Linked DNA regions of Mus musculus: region 2 is linked to region 1. The links are chromatin contacts, called in public HiChIP or PLAC-seq maps. All regions are on one chromosome and are shown on one strand. Each heading gives the region's core, a stretch centred on a gene start, on an enhancer-like site or on the middle of the called end of the contact. The rest is flanking DNA. Distances are from core to core; before and after follow the strand shown. Region 1 has its middle 41 kb from the start of Gm32549. Region 2 holds the start of Pla2g2e (phospholipase A2, group IIE).

Region 1 (2,700 bases), core at 25-2,524:
ATGCTAGGGCCTGGGATGCTGTACCCACAGGGTTAACAGACTCGGATGATGCCCACCCTCCAACCTGTGATAAGCGCCACACTCACTCAAGGACAGGTGCAGGCATGGGGGGGAAAAACCCAACATGCCCAAGTCACACTGAGATACCAAGTTTCCGGGCCAGAGGGAGCCTGGCTACTTGGCTTCTATCTTGTTAACTGCTGAGCGGGAGGTGAGGTCAAGGCTCTGAGGTGAGGGGAGGAATTTGGGAGCAGTTGGCTAGGCCAGGAAAGAGTGGAGAACCTTGCTCTCTTTGCACCTGAACTCTGATTCAGGACGAAAACACCCTGGTGAGAAAAATGTGGCTTCCACACGTAATGCTGAGCCTTGTCACAGAACATGCAAATGCATGCAAATGATATGCAAACACATTCTCTGGTTGGGATAAGAGAAACCAAAAGCCTGGTGTCTGGGAGAGCCCCTCTGAGGGGCGACAGAACTGAAGCCCCTTCTGACCCCTAACCACCACCATGGGTGTACAGTGTGGAGAGTGATCACAGGTGGGGACCCCCGCCCCATTCCCCACTCTTGCCCTCCTGACTCCAGGGAACCTGGGTGCTATAAAGAGTCTCTACCCACAGTGGCTTCTTTTGGCCTCACCCTGCTTTGCCTAAATCTCCTGGGATACACTCTCAAAGGCATGCCACACCCATCTGCAGGACAAAGTCTAGGCTCCCTGTGGTTTGGCTTATGCCACCCTGTTTCTCCCCTAGAGACACGACTCATCGGTCCCCCGTGAAGCCACTCCCAGATCTCTTATTCTCTCCAACCTGCCCAGCCAGCAATGGTCTCCTGCCCACCTCAGATCTTCCCCACGCCAATATAGGCCTCCAACCAGTGATCCTTGGTCCACTAGGGGCAGCCTTCCACATAAGGATCTGTCTTCCCCCACTGTCTGGCCAGTCTCAGGACCCTTAGGGATGTCTGGTATATAAATGACTGAATGAGAAAATCAGTGGATCGAAGGAATGACAAGAGAAACAAGAGTAAAAGTCCTGAAGACATCCAGAATATCTTCTCAAAGGATTTGAAACATAGTGTGGGCTGGGTAGATGTGACCTTCTGCCCTGGGTGGTCACGAGGCCAGGCCCTGCCTTAGACATCTTCTATGGCTCCTGTCCCTCTCCCAGCCTCCTCCTCCACAACCCCACCTAATTGGCTGTCAGTGGTGTTTCTACAGAAAGGGAGCTGTTCCTTGAAGCTTCACAGCCTGTGATTAGATCTATGGCAGCTTCCTAAGCTGCTCAGCGGTTCCCATGGCAACCCGGCTGGTGCCCGACTGGCAGTGGGCCACCTGCAGGAGAGGGAGGGAGAAACAGAGACAGGTGCGAGGTTGCTGCCTGGGGCAGGACTGTTGGGGCTAAACCTAAAGACCTAGGGAAAGAAAGGCACAGGGGTGTGAGGTAAGCTGTGAGCCAGAGAGAAAGGCAGATGGGGTAAGGATGGGGATTGAAGGGGGTGAGACTTGGAAATGGGGAGGCCAGGCAAGGAGGGAGGGTGTGGAGAGTGGCGAGGAGTCAGAGGAGAAATGGGGCAAGCTCTGAGGGTAAAGGAAGCCAGAGAGTATAGTCTAGGGAAACTGAGGACGAAAGTAATTCTACTTCATGCTAGCACACACCTTAATTTAATAAGAAAGAAGACACATCACTGCCCCTGAGGGTCTCAACTTCTGATCTCCCACCATCCCTTGCTGACAGCTGAGGGCCTTGGACTGGACGGTGGTGGAACCCACTACTGCTACTGGAACTTTGTGAGGGCAGATTCATTTGATGTTTGAAAGGTCCAGGGGCTTCTTCAGAGAGTTATCACATGGCTAAGGATCTCCATCCACGTTGAGGTTATGTGATGCCGACCACTGCCACTTTGCAGCAATGAGAATGGAACAGGGCCATTCACAAGGCTCTGAGATCCCAAGGCACCTCGTCAGCACATGGCGGCAAGAAAGGGTGGCAGTCTAACATTGAGGAGTTGGAGCACTGTCCCGAGTCATTGGCTAGTCTTGGACCCCCAGACGATAACCCTTATAATAGACAGGGTCAGACCGAACCTTCAGCTTAACGCTTCTCTGTCAGTGAAACGAGCCCACCCACATGAGATGTGCTTACTCATGTTGGAACAAGTCTGCTGGCCTCAGGCTTGGCTCCAAGTGCTCCCAAAAATGTCTACAGAGGAGCTGGGGCTATAGTTCGGTTGGTTGAGTGCTTGTCTGTCATGCACAAAGCTCTGCGTCCAGTCCTCCTGCACTGAATAAATACAGGTATGGTGGAGTACACCTGTAACCCTAGCATTCGGAAAATAGATATAGGAGGACCAGAAGGTCAAGGTTACCCTTAGCTCTCTAGCAAGTTCAAAGCCAGCTTGGGACATGCACAACCCTGGTTCAAACCAAACCAAACCAAACATGTCCCCCTTGGCTTCTTTCTTATAACTTTAAGCTAAGGCAAAGTCATTCCCTGAGATGGCATAGGTCAGCCGCTGGGGACACACATCCTGCCCATGGAAGAGAGGCACCCTTATTTCCAACTGGTGCCAGTAGAAGTCCCAAGGCTTATAGTCATTGGATAGGAGTGGGTCACATGTCTATCCCTGCATAAGGATGGCAGTCTCAGGGGCTGCTCTAGGCATTTAATGGGAATTAACCCAGGACTGCCATTATTGCAC
Region 2 (2,700 bases), core at 44-2,543, 340 kb before region 1:
AAAACAGGGATGGGAGAGTCGTGTGGCCATCTTTCCTTCTGTTCCACCTTCTCTGGACCCCCACACTCTTAAATTGCTAACTTTGCTCCCGGGGTCTGTGCCCCATTTTTTCCCCTATGCTTCCTATTGTGTTCATTTCCTTGTAACCAACCCATTGGATGAGGCCCAGTGCTGTGGAGAAACTGAAGCTTTCTCGGAGCCAAGTTCCGAGTGTGTCCTGTTTCCAGTGCAGAAGTGTTCCTCCCCAACCGTCCCTCTTCATGACTGGTGACTGAGATAACTTGGCCATCTGCTTCTGTCAACACCCAGGGCTTTCTGAATCCTGTTTCCACCACGGATCACGCACGAGGCCCTGGGCAGTCCCTTTCCCTTGCTTGGGACCTCAGTGTTCCTGTCTGTGTTACAGAGACAGGGGCATCCTGCCTCACCTCCTTCATGAGAACTGGCTCGCACTGAGCATGTGCAGGGCCACAGGGGTGTACACAGGGCCAAAGACCCTCCATAGCCCACGACAGGGGGTGAGGTGGGGACTGACACAGACAGACAGACAGACAGACAGACAGACACCTCAGTAAATAAGGAGCTGGAATGTGGACCCAGGCAGCCCTAAAGGGCTCACCAAGGGCCAACTTAGCCCCTTTGGGCTGAGGGCGGGGGTGGGTAGGTGAGCGCTGTGCTACTCAGACCACGATTTGTTTTTTGTTTTTTGTTTTTTAAATAAAATCAGAGGAATGATGTTAATACAGCCTGGACTATGTCTGACTTTATAATAACACAATTATAAAGCCTAATTCTCTCTTCTCTATTTTTCTTCCAGTCTCGGGAAAAACTCTCATGGGAGGAGGCACCTGGGGCACGTGACTAATGACCCCTTGTCCAGCTTCAAGCCTCAGCTGCTCTGAGGGCCTGGGGTCTGTCTGCATTCTGTGGACTTGGCTGGGTCTCAAGAGAAGGAATCTAGACACCCTGGCCAAAGTGCCCTGTCCCTGGGAAGTTTCTCTGAAGAGTCAGGAGGAGAGCTCTGAGTAGCCCGACTCCCTCGGCTATGTGACTGGGGAAGAAAGGTTTTGAACACAGGAGGGGAGTTGTAAACAAGGCTATACACAGGGCCTCAACCCCACATCCAACCCTGCCCATCCACTTCCTGAAACCACACTCCTACCTCTGCCACCTCCCAGGGGCATCTGGGTACTGCAAGCTCTGTCCCTGTTGCAAAGGTGATGGGGACCAAGTCCACCTGCCTGGTACACCCTGCAGCTCTGAGTCACCGTCTACTGAGAGAGGTCTCTTTTCTTGCCATTTCCTTTTGATTTTTAATGAGAGTTCTTCTGGCAGTCCCTAGCTTCTGGCCTGGGTCACGAGGCCTCAAACCATGAGTCATAGGAACAGCTGACTCCCAACAGCATGGCATCGAAGTTTAGTCCCTGGGAGTAGGGAGCGCAAGAGGAGCCTGGATTCTGAGACAGTTTGCTTTTGAATCCTGACCTGGGCAGGATGGGACACTGAATGTTCCCATAGGGCTGTATCATGTTGGAGAAATCTGGGCTAGCTTCCTGGAGGAGGCTACCCCATTGAAGTGCAATGCTAGTGGAAGCTGGACTTAGAAAGGTTCAGACATTCCAGAAAGGGTGTTGGTGTTAGGGCCTTCACACCTCTTGTGCAATGTGGCAGAAATTACAGCAAAGTCAGGACCTGAATCATCTATAAAAATGGAAATAATTAGACTGACTTTTTAGGGCTGTAAGCCAGACAAAGGAGACATGAGATGGCAAGGCCTTTTGTGGGCAGCCTTGTCCTCAGGGGGAACCAATCAATATTGGGCAGGGGGAGGGGGGAAGCATGCAGGGAGCCTATGCTTCCAGCACACTCATGGGACCACTGTCTCTACTTGATAGTCGGATGGAAGGGTGGGGTTCCAGGGTGGCAGCTGGAGTGGTTGACATGGAGGTCAGGATGGATATGTGTGAGACACTGAGGAGCTCAGACTGCAGTGCCATTTTCTTGCTCTTGGTATTTATTTGTATCTTTGGGGGAGCTGGAGAGGCAGCCTAGTTGGTGCAGTGCTTGCTTGGCAGATCTGATGCCCTGGATCTGATGCCCTGCCCTGCGTGACCTGGGTATGTGGGTGCCCATCTGGAACCTCAGCGCTCAGCAGGCAGAGGCGAGAGTGCCAGAAACTAAAGGTCATCTTTGTGTGTGTAGGAGTAGTTTAAGGCCAGCTTGGGCTACATGTCTAAAATAATAAAGAGTAAGGGGTTTCAGGGGGCTGGGCTCAGTCGGTGAGACGGTTTGCTGCATAAGTGTGAGGGCCTGGGTTCAAATCCCCGACACCCACATAAATAGTCACGTGTGGCTGTACATGTCTGGAACCTCAGTGCTTTAGGGAATGGAGACAGGAGGATGACTGGGGCTTGCTGGCTGCTGGCTGTCTCTGTGTTCATCGAGAGAGACTGTTTCAAGGGAATAAGAGAGTGAGAGAGCAGGATACCTAATGTCTTCCTCTGGCCTCTTCATGCACATTCATGGGTGTGTATACCTGTGAGTACAGGTATGCAACACATGTACACACAAGCACACACATGTGTACATGTACCCACATACACATACATGTGCACACAGCCACATACACATACATGTGTACACACATGCACACACATACACACATGTGCACATACATGTATACACATATATACATACATA

What was found. HiChIP or PLAC-seq counts read pairs in DNA pulled down with a chosen protein or histone mark.
Region 2: a FOXA1 HiChIP or PLAC-seq map of pancreatic cancer cells shows a contact between it and region 1. The contact joins the promoter of Pla2g2e here to the enhancer-like site in region 1. A contact is called at or near these places in 5 of 39 promoter capture datasets (the C10 cell line, Sertoli cells and embryonic stem cells), 3 of 115 datasets of contacts at active chromatin or transcription factors (embryonic basal ganglia, microglia and pancreatic cancer cells) and 2 of 9 other capture datasets (adipose tissue and liver).

The regions. Positions count from the first base shown.
Region 1 is chr4:138,536,000-138,538,699 of GRCm38.p6, reverse strand. No RefSeq gene overlaps it. Among named protein-coding and RNA genes, the nearest start is that of Gm32549, 41 kb to the right of the region's middle. Within about 2 kb of position 1,274, at least 44 of the 459 cell types and tissues checked have an H3K27ac peak or open chromatin away from gene starts, as enhancers often do. A contact at or near this core is called in embryonic basal ganglia and pancreatic cancer cells, where this site is marked.
Region 2 is chr4:138,876,535-138,879,234 of GRCm38.p6, reverse strand. Pla2g2e (phospholipase A2, group IIE) reads right to left here and starts at 1,293. Exons shown (of 5, transcript NM_012044.2): 1 at 1,163-1,293.